Regions from separate parts of the Drosophila melanogaster genome. Here region 1 is linked to region 2. A link is a contact called in public Hi-C data. All regions are on one chromosome and are shown on one strand. Each heading gives the region's core, a stretch centred on a gene start, on an enhancer-like site or on the middle of the called end of the contact. The rest is flanking DNA. Distances are from core to core; before and after follow the strand shown. Region 1 holds the start of Tet (Ten-Eleven Translocation (TET) family protein). Region 2 overlaps Fife (fife,).

What was found. Hi-C and Micro-C count contacts between places; a contact is called where the count stands out from the background.
Region 1: a Hi-C map of the Kc167 cell line shows a contact between it and region 2, with 2.4 times the contacts expected there. The contact joins the promoter of Tet here to the enhancer-like site in region 2. A contact is called at or near these places in 3 of 107 Hi-C or Micro-C datasets (the Kc167 cell line, the S2 cell line and embryo).

Annotation. Positions count from the first base shown.
Region 1 is chr3L:2,877,078-2,883,395 of dm6, reverse strand. Tet (Ten-Eleven Translocation (TET) family protein) reads left to right here and starts at 4,238. Exons shown (of 11, transcript NM_001274414.2): 1 at 4,238-4,863. lncRNA:CR44531 (long non-coding RNA:CR44531) reads right to left here and starts at 582. Exons shown (of 1, transcript NR_124765.1): 1 at 1-582.
Region 2 is chr3L:2,685,184-2,691,746 of dm6, reverse strand. Fife (fife,) reads left to right here. Exons shown (of 17, transcript NM_001274411.1): 3 at 1,809-2,258. The coding sequence starts at 2,223. Among named protein-coding and RNA genes, the nearest start is that of Fife, 23 kb to the left of the region's middle. Within about 2 kb of position 4,461, at least 6 of the 39 cell types and tissues checked have an H3K27ac peak or open chromatin away from gene starts, as enhancers often do. A contact at or near this core is called in the Kc167 cell line, where this site is marked.

The sequences.
Region 1 (6,318 bases), core at 2,989-5,488, 190 kb before region 2:
GGATTCGCAACTTTTAATTGTGCAATGGCGAAATGGGAATTTCCGCAGCGGCAAGAGCAGCAAAACCGGCAGCAATCCAGCAACAACACCTGCCGTGCTGCAAATGCAATTGCGTTCCATAAATCCAGAAACAATAATCGTAAAATAACATCAGGTGTCACGCGCACGAAACGCGGTTCAAAAAAGGGGGTCAGTCATGCATGGATTGTTGGGGATCGAGGGATGATGAGGTTACGGATGAGGACTGGAGGCCTTCGAGGATACGGCGGCGTGGCTTGTCAGAGGATATGGAATGGATGTATTGATGGTCGGCATTATTACCCGATGATGTATGCCCACGTATCCGTACATCTGTGGCACTGAAAGTGCTCCAGATGGCCCCAGTTGGTGACAGAATGGTGACTACACGAGGAGCAGCTGAAATTTGGGGATCCTGGATCCTGTACAACATACATTAGTTCTTTATCGGCATAAAGCGGAAATATGTTTACAATATATAACTACAATATAAATGCTATGCTATTAATATCGAAGCCTTGTGGGTAAGTACAAGAATGTCCTTCACCGAACACCATTCAACGTCCCAGGTGTCTTAATAAATACCAGTGAACAATTATGAGTACTCGCAGCCAGTTGTGCAATATTTCCAGTTGCATAACCAGTGCAAATTATATTGATAAGTCAGGGTTCGAGTGTGTGCATGTTCGAAAATCTCAATTAAACTAAGGTGCAACAGCCTCGTCCTGTTCTACTTATCTTTCGTACCTGTTGTGGAAAACTCTGCTCTCCAACCTACACACAGTGGGTATTTTCAACTGGCAGCGATTCAAACTGGCACAGTGGGACGGAACCCACCCACAGAGCTGCATTGAGTATTGAGGCCCATTCCACACCCCGTGACTCTGCCGAGGGTTAATTTGTCTTCTATAAGGATATGTATGTGAGCGAGAGAAAAAGAGTCCTGCCTGCTTGTATTGTGCGGAGTTTTAGCAATGATTAGCATCACGAAATGGAAAACTATTGTTCCAATACGCAGTCGAAAACCAGGTAAAAAGGTATTGACAAATCAGGTAAGGATAAGTCCGCAAAACAAAACATATCCAACTCACATGCTATGTAAAGGTGAAACTGTTGCAATTAGGGTTTAAGGGGAAAATTATAAAAATAAGTTTGCAATACAGCAAATTCGAATGTTTTGTTAAATTAATCCATTTCATCATCATTGAAATTAATATAAAATTCATGTTCCATAAACAAATATCTAAGCACATCGAACTATTATTTTCTATAAAATGAGCCAGCTCCAAATTTGATTTTGCCAGTGAAACTTTTTGGGTTGCAGGCTCCTCTAAGGACGGTCAATATCCATATTGCCCCCTACCCACCCCTCTCCTTTTAAAATCCCTTGAAAACCCAACAACTACAACAAGAACAACAGCAACAGCAGTGAGCAGCTGAAGTTTCTGGCAGTCGAACAACACCAGTAGAGGCGGTCAGAAAGAGAGGGCATCACTGGCGGCTGCTTGGCAACCGAATCGCGAGTGAAAGAGATGTCCTGCTGATGACGAGCAGTGCAGAATGCGGCATCAAAAGCAACAACAGCAACAACAAGTCAGAAGCAGCAACAATGCAGCGGCAGCGCTGCCAGCTTAGGCGTTGTTGCTGTTGTTGTGCGTTGTGTATAAAAATTTAACATCTGCTCCTTTCATGATTTCAGTTTCGGAAAACTCAAAACTCGTACAACAACGAGGGCTGTAATGGCACAAATAAAAATATATATGTATGCATCTGTGCGGAGTGTCTATCCCTCTCTTTCGCTCCGGGTATGCCCCTCTCTTTCTAGCGGCTTGTTGTTGCTGTTAATGCATTTGGCTTGCTTTACTCGTATTACGTGTGCATTTGCCACTCCGAACTAAAAAAAAAAAAAAAAACGAAGAAAACATTGAGATACTCGGATGCTGAGATACCGAGATACTCTGGAAATGCTCCTTTGGAGCTGTAAGTTGATAAAAAACCGGCGGCCAACTGGCGGATTTTAAACGGAATGAAATAAATTAAAACGTGGCGAGGAAATGCAGCCACAGGATGCTGTAGTCCTGCTGGGTGTGCCATGCATCTTATGGTGCATTCAACTTCAGCCAGTGATTTTCACTCTTCTTCAGCGTTTGCCCTTGGAGAAGTTAGTCTGAATACACGCTGGGTACATGGAATCGATCTAGGAGATGGCTGCACTTGAAGTTGTAGTTAAAAAATAAGCTAAATTTTATTTTAATATTCTTATAATCAACCTTATTGGCTAACATATCTCAACGTGCATTCGTTCCTACACATTTGCAAGCATTTTATATGATTAAAAGGTATACATACTTGAAATTGGCTAATAAATCTTACCCCTGTTTTCAGTGTATTACATTTATCATTTTTTTTTTTTTTTTTTTTTAATATTTTATTTTTCTATTCATGTTCTGTGCGCACATTTCATTCATTTTTCAAATACTTCTGCAGCACCAACTGTCAGATACATTTCTGGTTTCCTTTGCCGCACGTCTTTTTATTGTGGCTGCTTGCAGTGTGAATGTCCTTTGCTGTCCTCACAAAGGACACGCAAAAGCCAAATAAGAGCGAAAAAAGTAGAAAAAAACGCAAAGAGCGGAATGCAGAAGAACGAAGAGAGACTTGCAGCAGCTTCGAGTGCAGAAAACCCAACTATGAAGAACTTGTCTGCGGATCGTGAACTTAAGAACTATCTAAGAGGAGAAAAGGCCGGCTGCATTTTGTTGTTTGTGCAGATGTTTCTTCGAGGTTCCTCGAGGGATTTTATGGGTATGCGTTGCGTATGGGACAGGTCAGTGTTCGGAGGATTCGGATTCAGATTGAGATTCGGTTCCGGAGGATTCGAAGTCGGTTAAGGGTTGTGCCCCTAGGTTGAATGATTTTCCATTACGCAATGCAAATAGACAGCAGCGTTCCGCGTACTCGCTTTGTTTTGTTATTTTCTCTGTCAGCGCCAGGCAACAATGCAACTGTCAAGGTTTCCATTTTCCGCCGTGGATTGCTCTCTATGAAATGGCGAAAAAATGGCAGCTCCACTAATAGTTGGCATGAAACGAGGTTGCAACAGGACCGCCACGAGAAAAAAGTGAAATGAAATCAACCGCCCCCGCTCTTTGCGCAAAAGTAAAAAAGGGGCAAAACATGGCAGGCAAATTGTACCAAAATCCCGCAACGGCAGCCAGTGCAATGCCAGGATATATGGCACATGCCCACAAGGTCCTGCCTCCGTGTCCTGCGTCCAGCGCAGCAGTGGCAGCAACAGCACCGCAGCAACGTCCACGGCACCGCAGCAACAGCAGCGGGAAAGTAAAACTTATTCGGCTGGTCGAACTGCGAATGCCCTGAATTTCGAAACACATTTTGCGAGCTTATCTATTCTGATAAAATTGTAAATAAATCAATAAACTATACGCCAATTACCATATAATGCATGCTTGAATTCAATGTGCTTAATTGCTAAGTAAGCTAAGTAAGCTCCTTGGTTAGGGTATCAAAACAAAGGCAGCAGAAAATATCTCGTAGCGCACATAGATTGCAAGTTCGCATTGTGAGCGCGAAACTAGGGAAAAAAATTTTTAATTGGAACAACAACTGTACAGCGGCGCAGCAGCAGCAACAACAACAAAAGCGCACTTCAAACGCCGCATGTTCGTATCCGTGTCTTGTTGCAGCTGTGTGTGTGTGTGTGTGTGCTTGTGTGTTAATGAAAGAGAGAGGATGCAGCCGTAAATGTAACTGTGTGCGTGCGGCTGTGTGTTTGTGTGTGTGTGCCAGGACTCTCGAGCCAAAAGTTGCAGGCGCAACAGCAACAAGCAGCAGTTCGAAGTTAAATATTTAAGAATTTACAAAACTTTTTAGGGAACATAAAAATAAATACAAATTTCAAAACGAAAGAATCTTGCTCTTCATCTTTTAATGATGGTCAAACTGAAAAATAATATATTTTACGAATGACTAATAAGCACAAAAATAAATTAAAAATCATTTCTTAAAAATGCTTAAGTATTGAATGAATTATACAATATAAAACCGCTAGTTAAGAGAATTCGGTCGTCATGCTTGTTGTATTCTTAAGTTCGAGTGGAGCCCGCATTGGTTCGATGCGAACATGAACCTGTTCGCTTCGAGCACGAACTTGTTCGATACATTTTATGTTTGCTCCTTCATTTTCATTTTCATTTTCAGTTCAGTTAGTTCAGTTGTTGTGTATCCTTCGGGTGAAAAGTTTCCTACAAAACACGGACTTTTGCACCGCCGCCGCCGTTCGAGCGCTAGAAACGAGTGCGAGTGCGTGTGAGACTTACTAGCTAACTAACTGATTCTGATTCTGATTTTCGGGAATATACTATCCCTTCGGTGTGGGTGTGATCGAGTTCAAGGACTCGCGACTAACTTGTTCCAGTTTCGAAAACAGGCAGCCCCAAATAATGTGACCAATGTGACCAGTGAATTAGAATATCCAAGAGCAAAACAAAATCAAGAACTCCCGCAGATGCCGCACTTGCAGCTCCAAGTTCTTCAGCTTTTCATCCAAGTCCCGGTTTAATTTGCAGCTCCAGTTTCGCGCTCGGTTCTCTGGGTTTCCCTGCAATTTCCGCGATTTCCTTCTTTTGTTCCCTTCGTTCCGTTTTCGCGTCGCGGTTTGTTATTGTCAACTTTCGTTTTCGTGCGGTTTTTCGCGGCTTTTCTAACGGTCCAACGACGGTCGGCAAATGGATAGTGAAACTGGCTTGGATTTCCAATAGCTTCTAAGTACTCAACATTTTCCGAGGAAAAAAACTCGTGAAAGGACATGGATTAACAACTAAGGTTTGTAGTAGGGATTTAACAATATACATATATTTAAGTATATATAAATCGGGATGCTTTATGTATACCTTTTATCTATATATAACTATTCTGCGTATATAATCATTTTATTTGTGGTACCAAAGAAAATTAAATAAATGGTTTTTTTTTTTCATTAATTAAGCATAGCCATCAAACAAAAAGACAAATAGCCGCATACAGAACATAACTAACTCTTTGAAAACGAATCGTAAGGAACGTTTCCAAGAAACCAAACAGAATGGCCATATCCCTTTCATAAAACCGACTCCAATTAATAAAGCCAATTGAGCAAATGTATAAAAATGTTGAGCTCCAATCAAATATAAAACTCTACGCTTTTGTTCCTAATCCCTCAATTAAACTCACCTCTCGACCGAAAGCCAAAGAAAAACAAATTTCCAATTGAAATTTGCATTTGGGGCACAGGAAATACTTTCCAAGCGTAAACATGTAAACAAAGAGATAACAATTGTTATTGGTCATCCGAGGATCAAATTACAATAAGTGCAAGCTCAAAGAAGACCCAAAAAACAAAATCACAATCACCTAAGCAGGCAATTTCAGCGAGCTTTATTTGTGCAAGACAAATAAACAAAATAAAATAATAATATTACAGTAAAGGCAGAGGCTTCTCTTTTTGGACCGCAAACACTTATGGCAATGAGTAATGACTTTTAAAAGAAGAACTGTTTCTGATAGATACATTTTGCGTTTGTCTTAGCGCCAACTTAAATTAAAAAGCAGCGGGCTCTGAACTTCTTCTGGTTGTGAAGAGTTGAGCCGAGGCCCTGAAAACGTGCCAGAAAGCGACACACAGAGATACAAAGATACAGATACTCGTAACTAACAGTAACGTGCGTACATCTTCAAGATACTTTTTGGCGCGCTCAGAACAGAAGCGCCGAAAACAGAAAATAAAACAAGGAGAGTACATGGGAACGAGAAGCACAACAGAAAGCGAAAAGCTAAGAACACAGAAGGAGATACTTGTGCTCCTACAAGATACAGCTACAGATACAGATACATGGCAATAAAGAGAATTTAAAGAAAGATAAATAATAAAACCAAACAAATTGAGGCGCAGGCCGCGAAAGAAGTTCAAGTTCAGCGAATGTATCTCCGTGCCAGTATCTGTATCTGTTGGATGCAATTTGTCGGCCGCCTGCAAGTTTATTACCGTCTTACCCCCAATGAATCTATATATAGCTGCCATATTTTGTTTACAATTTTCCGCCGCCCACGATTCATTCATAAAACACATCAGCCCAAAATAAAAGTTGGCAAAAGGACACGCAGGCAAATTAAGGCTTTGACCTAGAGAAAAATAAACAACACCCAGGATATAACCCCTGCCCCCGTCCTCCCCCCCTCCACACACTCGTTAACAGTAACGTGCGTGACTTTGAAAGCAGGCAAGGCAAATGACAAACTCGT
Region 2 (6,563 bases), core at 3,212-5,711:
ACACACACTCACACGCATACACTCAGCGACCTTTAATGCTAATGGCAATCTGATCAGTTTCATTAGCATGCACAGGACGAAGGCTACGCGCCCGCGGGGAGCTCACTTTTGGCCCAGAGCCCGATTCGGAAACTCATTCTCCCAATTTCGCGCTAATTAACTGGGTGCCAACTACAGCCGACAAAGTTGGCTGGAACTTTGCCAGCATCCAGCCTCGTCCTTGCCTCCTGTCGTCCTGCAGCCCCTCCCTCTCTGTCACTCTCTCTCGTCCTGTTGATTTCGGAATGTGTGTGCTCATGTGATTTCATGCTTGTTACCAACACCAACAACGGCCACGGAAAGTTACAATTTATGAGCACATCCTTGCGCGCTAAGCTTGTGTAAGCACGAGAGCCTGTCGTCGCTTGCCCGCCCACTTTTCCACCCAATTTTCCGCGCCCACCTTTCCGCTTTGCCTCCGCCGCCCCTCCACCTTCAATTGCTGAGCAAACACTTGTAACACTTTGCCTTACATCTTCCTCCGAAAATCGTCCGAAAATCGTCCTGATTTCGCTGCGCGGAATGCATGTCCTGTCGCTGGCATTTTGACAGCTTCAAGCGGCAACTAATTTTCATTTCCCCAAAATACAATTTAAAACTTCGTCCGCCATCCGCCAGCTCATTTGGCGTAAACACATTCCCCATGTCGGAATCTATCTCGAATGACTTTTTATGAACTTTTCAAGTGCTCGCAGAATGGCCAAAAAAAAAAAAATGGGATAGTAGCCCTTGTCAACGAATTGCATTCTGTGTGAATGACTTGGCCAAAGTTTGCAACTTCAAACTTGATCGGCATCCCTCGCTCTTAATCCGTTGTCCTGGGAACATCAATGGGAACTGGGAATTGCAAATGCCATTGCACTGGCTTATCCATACATATAGATAAATAGTGCGAGTATATATCCCCAGACCGATGCAGCTGAAATCGAGCTTATAGCTCGACAATTGAATTGCTATGTGGGTCATTTCATTTAATAATTCCATTTCCACAGTTCTCCTGGTTCCCCCCTTTGTTTGCAGTGCAGCCCAGCTGCAGTGAACGCTCGATAAGCTGGCCAAAGCATTGTGATTGCACTGCTAGATGGCGACGATCTAGAGCAGCTTATCTGGCAGCCAAAGAGCTTAGCACAGCAGCCAAATAGTTTGGTAAAACAAAAAATGTATAGTCCCTCTTTGATAGCATTGAAAAAATAAATATTTGATAATCTAAAAAATAAATTTAAGTAATTTTCATGTTACTTTGTTGTTTAAACATGACAATGTTTTATACTGGGTGTAAAAGTAATCCTTATATGCCAGCAATGAACTTCAGTAACTTAAGTCTTTATAACTCCAGCTGCAGACTGGCTAAAACAGTCTTATTGAAAATCACATTCGGGCATTAACTTTAAGGTTTCGTTGGCTAACCCACTTAGCAGGGCCAACATATTATGCAGGTCAATGGAAAAGGGACGTTTGCATGCCAGGCGACACATTATTTCCGCCTTATAAACTTTTGCCGCTCGACTTTTCACCACTTTTCCGCATGTGCGTGTATGTGTGCGAGATGGTTTGTGGCTGCAGGGGAGCGGGGAAACCCAAAACACTGTTGATGGTTATCGTAGGGAAATTTATGGAGCCCGGCTAAGTACGGTGTAAGCCGAGCGGACCATTACACGTCCGTGAGTTGAGCACTTAAAGCGCTGCGTGCAACTTTCTCCCACTGCCAAATGACTAATTATAATTTTCCGCCTCTTTCTCGGTTTATTTTCCATGTTTTCCGCCAAAAGGAGCAGCTGCAGCCGGCGGCAATAATACCGTTTTTGAGTTATGGCCAAAGTTAATTAAAAGCCAAGTGCGCAACTAGAGCTACACATAAATCAATCTGGATCGAGAGCTGGCGCAACATGCAGAACTGGTATGCCAATATACCCCTGTCAATGCCTATTTACATGGCCAATGAAAAATGGCCATCAGAGGAGAGAATAAACAATACCTGGCCAAGAGAAATGAAAACAATCCAAATCGAAATGACTTAATGCGGCTTACCAGCTTGCAGCAGAAAAAACGAACATAACGTATATAACGTATACGCACCGTCCAACACGGCGGATGCATGATTAATTGCACTTTAAATACACAAGCGAAACGAACGAGAAACGCATTTTCAACCAAGGAAAGGGCCAGTAAAAACAACCTTCAAAATGTTGCCAACAAATGTGATGTCATTCATGAAAAAGGTAAGTGACACTTCGATATTTAATGAATATATAAATCACATAGCCCCAGCATTGTTGTCACTGGCAGAAGCTCGTAATTTATGCTTAATTTCATTTTCATTCGCCAGTTGTGATTCCTTAATTATTATTCCCCCGATGATAATGAGTAGCAAATGAAATGCAATAAAAGCGGAATTTTAATTCATTTGCCTTCTGCCCACAAAGTGCGCGCACTTAAATGTATATCGTTAAGAACTTCTTTGCGCAGGCTTCATAGCCAATCAATGGAATATTTTTAAGGAATTCGTCCATTTTATAAATTCCAATATTACGAAGAACTGCATAACGTACGGACACGGCTGCAGGTAAAAGTTCGTGCATTAGCAATCGCCTAAAACCTTCTCGAACAGGCTTCAAAAACAAACGCCTGTCGGAAGGGCAAACAAAACTTTTTAATTAAAAAGCCCTTTAAATGCTTTGCCCGCCCGACTGATTTTCCCTTTTGTTTATGCGCTCGAAAAATATCAAAAATTCACAAAAAAATAAACGCAAACGGACTGGCAACAATCGAAGTGGTTCAATTATCCTGCGAAGCACCTGCCCCGCCGAGTTGGTGTCCCTTTTTTTAATGCGGAAATTGTTTTCGGGATCGGGCAGGCAAGGGGAAAATGAGGAATAAAATTATACATGGGCGTGTGAAGCCCAAAATAACACAAAAATAAAAGGGAAGGAAAGGGAAGGGCAAAGCAAAGAAAAGAAAAGAAAGGAAAAAGAAAAAGAAAAGCCCTCGAAGAGTGTAAATTCCGTAGAAATTCCGGTTTGGCAGAAAATACTTTGCAAAGTTAATAAAAACCAAGTTCGAAATGAAAGGCTGGGGAAATGCCGGCTGACAAGCAAATGCCAGCCAACTAAATGCTGCAGATTTTTGTGTTTTCGCCAAGTTTGATTAGACCAAATGAAGCACGAAATCAAAGCGGCCCAGCTTCCAAGCCAAACGAACCCATCTCAAAACAATGATGAGCCGTTGACAGTCCGTTAGCAAGTCTGTTGGCAAAAAGGATTTGGCAAAGTTTTTTCTATTTGCCATTCAAATGCCTAACAACCAGTCGGGCCATTCCGTTCTGAAATTTGGCGACAAATGCGCAGGGACCGCAGGACATCAAAGGACACCACGGGGCACTAGACCGTGAATGCAGAGCACGAGTCCTGCCAGCTGCACAACCTCCTGCAGTTTATTTGCAGCAATTTCCTTAATAGTCCGGCCGCTGTAAAGTTCCCTGACCACTGCCGCACTTGGCTCGTTACCCATTTGCTTGCGGTGGCGCCTAGACTCGCCTGTGGACAGATCCTGGCCAGGCCATCCCGACCATTTCATTCCATTCCGGCCATTCCATTCCATCCTGACCACACGTGTCCCAGTCGGTTGCCCCTTGCTGTCAGTGTGCTGCACTTTATTGTGCCTGGGTGCAGGCCATAAACAGCAACAGGCGGCAGGCAGCTGCAACTTGCAACAGGCAACTCGAAGCCTTGAGCCGAATGACAAGCACGTGCCTGCCCCACAAACTACTTGTTACACATGGGGAAAAACTAAATGTTGTTTTGAATAATATATTAAATAAAGTGATGATAATCCCTTTCTATCGATTGAATTTACACATTTATTTTATCAAATATATTAGAGGATAAACTGGTAATAGGTGTTCATTAGTTGGCTGCAACAAATAATAATTAAATTTAAAGTCGCTAGTAATTTTCTTGCTTATTAACTCGGTTGCAATTAGAAAACTTTTTACACCTGAATAAAATATTCATTGAGCTCTCAAACTTTATATTACTGCTCCAAACTTTTCAAAACAGTCGTGGTGAGCAGATAGCAGCAGTTTTGAAAACTGTTTTGAATTCATTGAATTGGATAATTAAAATTTAATACATTCCGTGTACAAAATTAGTATTCCCAATTAATATTATCTCCAATTTGAAATTAAATTCAGAAAACTCGCAACGTGTCCTCACTATTTCTGCAAGACATTCGTTATAAACTTGTGCGCAACTTTTAAGTGGTAAAATATTTGCTCGCAGCTTTCGTTTAATTTGCTATTGATTTCCATTCCGACTGCAAGGATGTCTATCCTGGCGGAATGCAAGCGCATTCATTCACGGCTGACAAGGCGCAACTTTCTCCCTGCTGGCGACCAACTTTCTCCTCATCTCTTTTCGCATTGACTGCTGTTTTATGTAGCATACTTTGCGGCCATAAAGGGCGCACATATTGCGCGCCATATTATTGTTGTGTCGGGGAAAAGCGAGTGGAAAAGCGGCGGGAAATGCGAGGGAGGGCGAGGATGGAAGGGAACAGCAGCTCTTAAACGTCAACACATAATTTTCGGCACTAAACATGAAACTATTTGCGGCTTCGGGCCATAAGACCCAGACCGGGCCAGACGGAGCAAAAAATCATAATAAATGACAAAATTAACACGGCAATAATTGTGCGAGGAGCTGTGGGCGGAGCTGAAACCGTGAGGAATGCCGAGTAGTTTACCCGTGCGCAAGAAAAATGGCGTCAGACACCTGAGCACATAAATTAAGTGGGGTTTCTGGGCTGCAGGTGGGATCTGGACAGGAAGACCGCCGAGCAAACAACTATACATTACACTAAGATTTCATGGGCTTCCCGGCAAAGTTGGCAGGCAAAATGTAGGAAGAAAGGAGCCCATAAATCGGCAGCATGAATATTACCAGGCCGACATCAAATGACATCATCAAAAATGTAGCCCGGGCTGAGCACAAAGCGGCCATAATCTGACAGTAGATGCCGCTTAGTTCCCGCCAGAGTAGGATCCTGACCCCCTGGGCACTTCCCGCACATCCCGCAAAGCCCGCTCTTAACCCTCTAAAGCCCATACCCACCCACAAAGGTAGGTAACCGAAAGCGCTGCAGCCAAAGCACTTAGCGTAATTTGCGCTGTGCGAACGAGATGGCTGCACTATATGGATCGTCCTTAATGCATAGGAAAAAATATTATAATCCATTGTAGTACTTAATCCCGACGTTGGATTATATATTAAACAGACAGTGTTACATGGTATCACTGGTAAAGTAATTAGTTCCAGGCATAACATGCTGAGTAACCAACTTTAATTTAAAGGTTTAAATGTATAGAGGTTTTTTCGAAGATACTGGCTAAGAGCTGTGCCACCATTTGTTTTCTGTGTACTCAACTGTGCGGCTGTTTGTTCCGGTTTCGTTGGCGCTTTGGCAAATAGAAAATTTCCACTTCATAAAATGCTGACATAGCAGAGCAGCACTTATGTTTTCGGGGCTCGGCTGGTCGGCCAGTCGCCTCCAATTGTTATCCTCCTGCCCGGAACACAACACACACACACACAAAGACGGCTAAGCCCGGTGAAGCCCCCTTCTTACAGGCTGTGTGCATTAAAAAGAATGACGGTAATTTTTGAAAGACTCTCCGGCTGGTGGATTCCGCCTTTGGTGCCCCGTTGTTTAATCAAAAATTACTTGCCACACTTTACGATTTCTTGGCAATTTGTTGCGCTTCAGACGCCTCCAGTGGAACACAGAAAAAAATCAAATAAAACGCACCGCGTTACTTTCACCTGCGTGCCCGTGATGACTGCGCAAAAAAATCAGAGAAAATCTGAGGAACATCAGGGTAATAACCTTGCTCACAGGGAAAACTGCTCCCTGGCTGGGAATTTGATGATTATATTCGTCTAGTTTAGATAAGCTAAGGGTATGAAAATGATCACTCACGCTAAGCTTAAAAGACAAAAATGGTGTGTATTGCTTTGACTTCATCCGCCAGATACCAAAAAGGAGTTTTTTTTGTTAAAGTCTCATAAAAAATGAGGCCAACCCTTAAATATTCATTAGTTAATTTGGCATAACTTGGAAAAAAATCGCCAGACGGCGAAAACTATCAGTGTTTTATGTTGCTTATAAACCAAACTAACAGGCCCTACCACTAAGCTTTTGATTTAAAAAAAAAAAATTTTTTATGCAATTTTTCCATTTTTAGATAGGGGTTACATCATCAATTTTTCTGAAAATTCGCAAAAATTTTACATTTCAAAGTGTGAATTACACTTTATTGACATGAAAATTACGAGTTCAACGATGTAGGACGTTTTATTTTTCTATCAATACTTTTATTACTATAGATAAAATACTGTTTATTTTTCGCCCAAAAATGGACATAGAAATTTTTAGCATAATTACAATATTTATGTAGGATTTTTTTCCATAACTTGGCAAAAAAATGGCACAGAGCAAAATCAATGACTGTTTTGTGCAGCTAATAACCA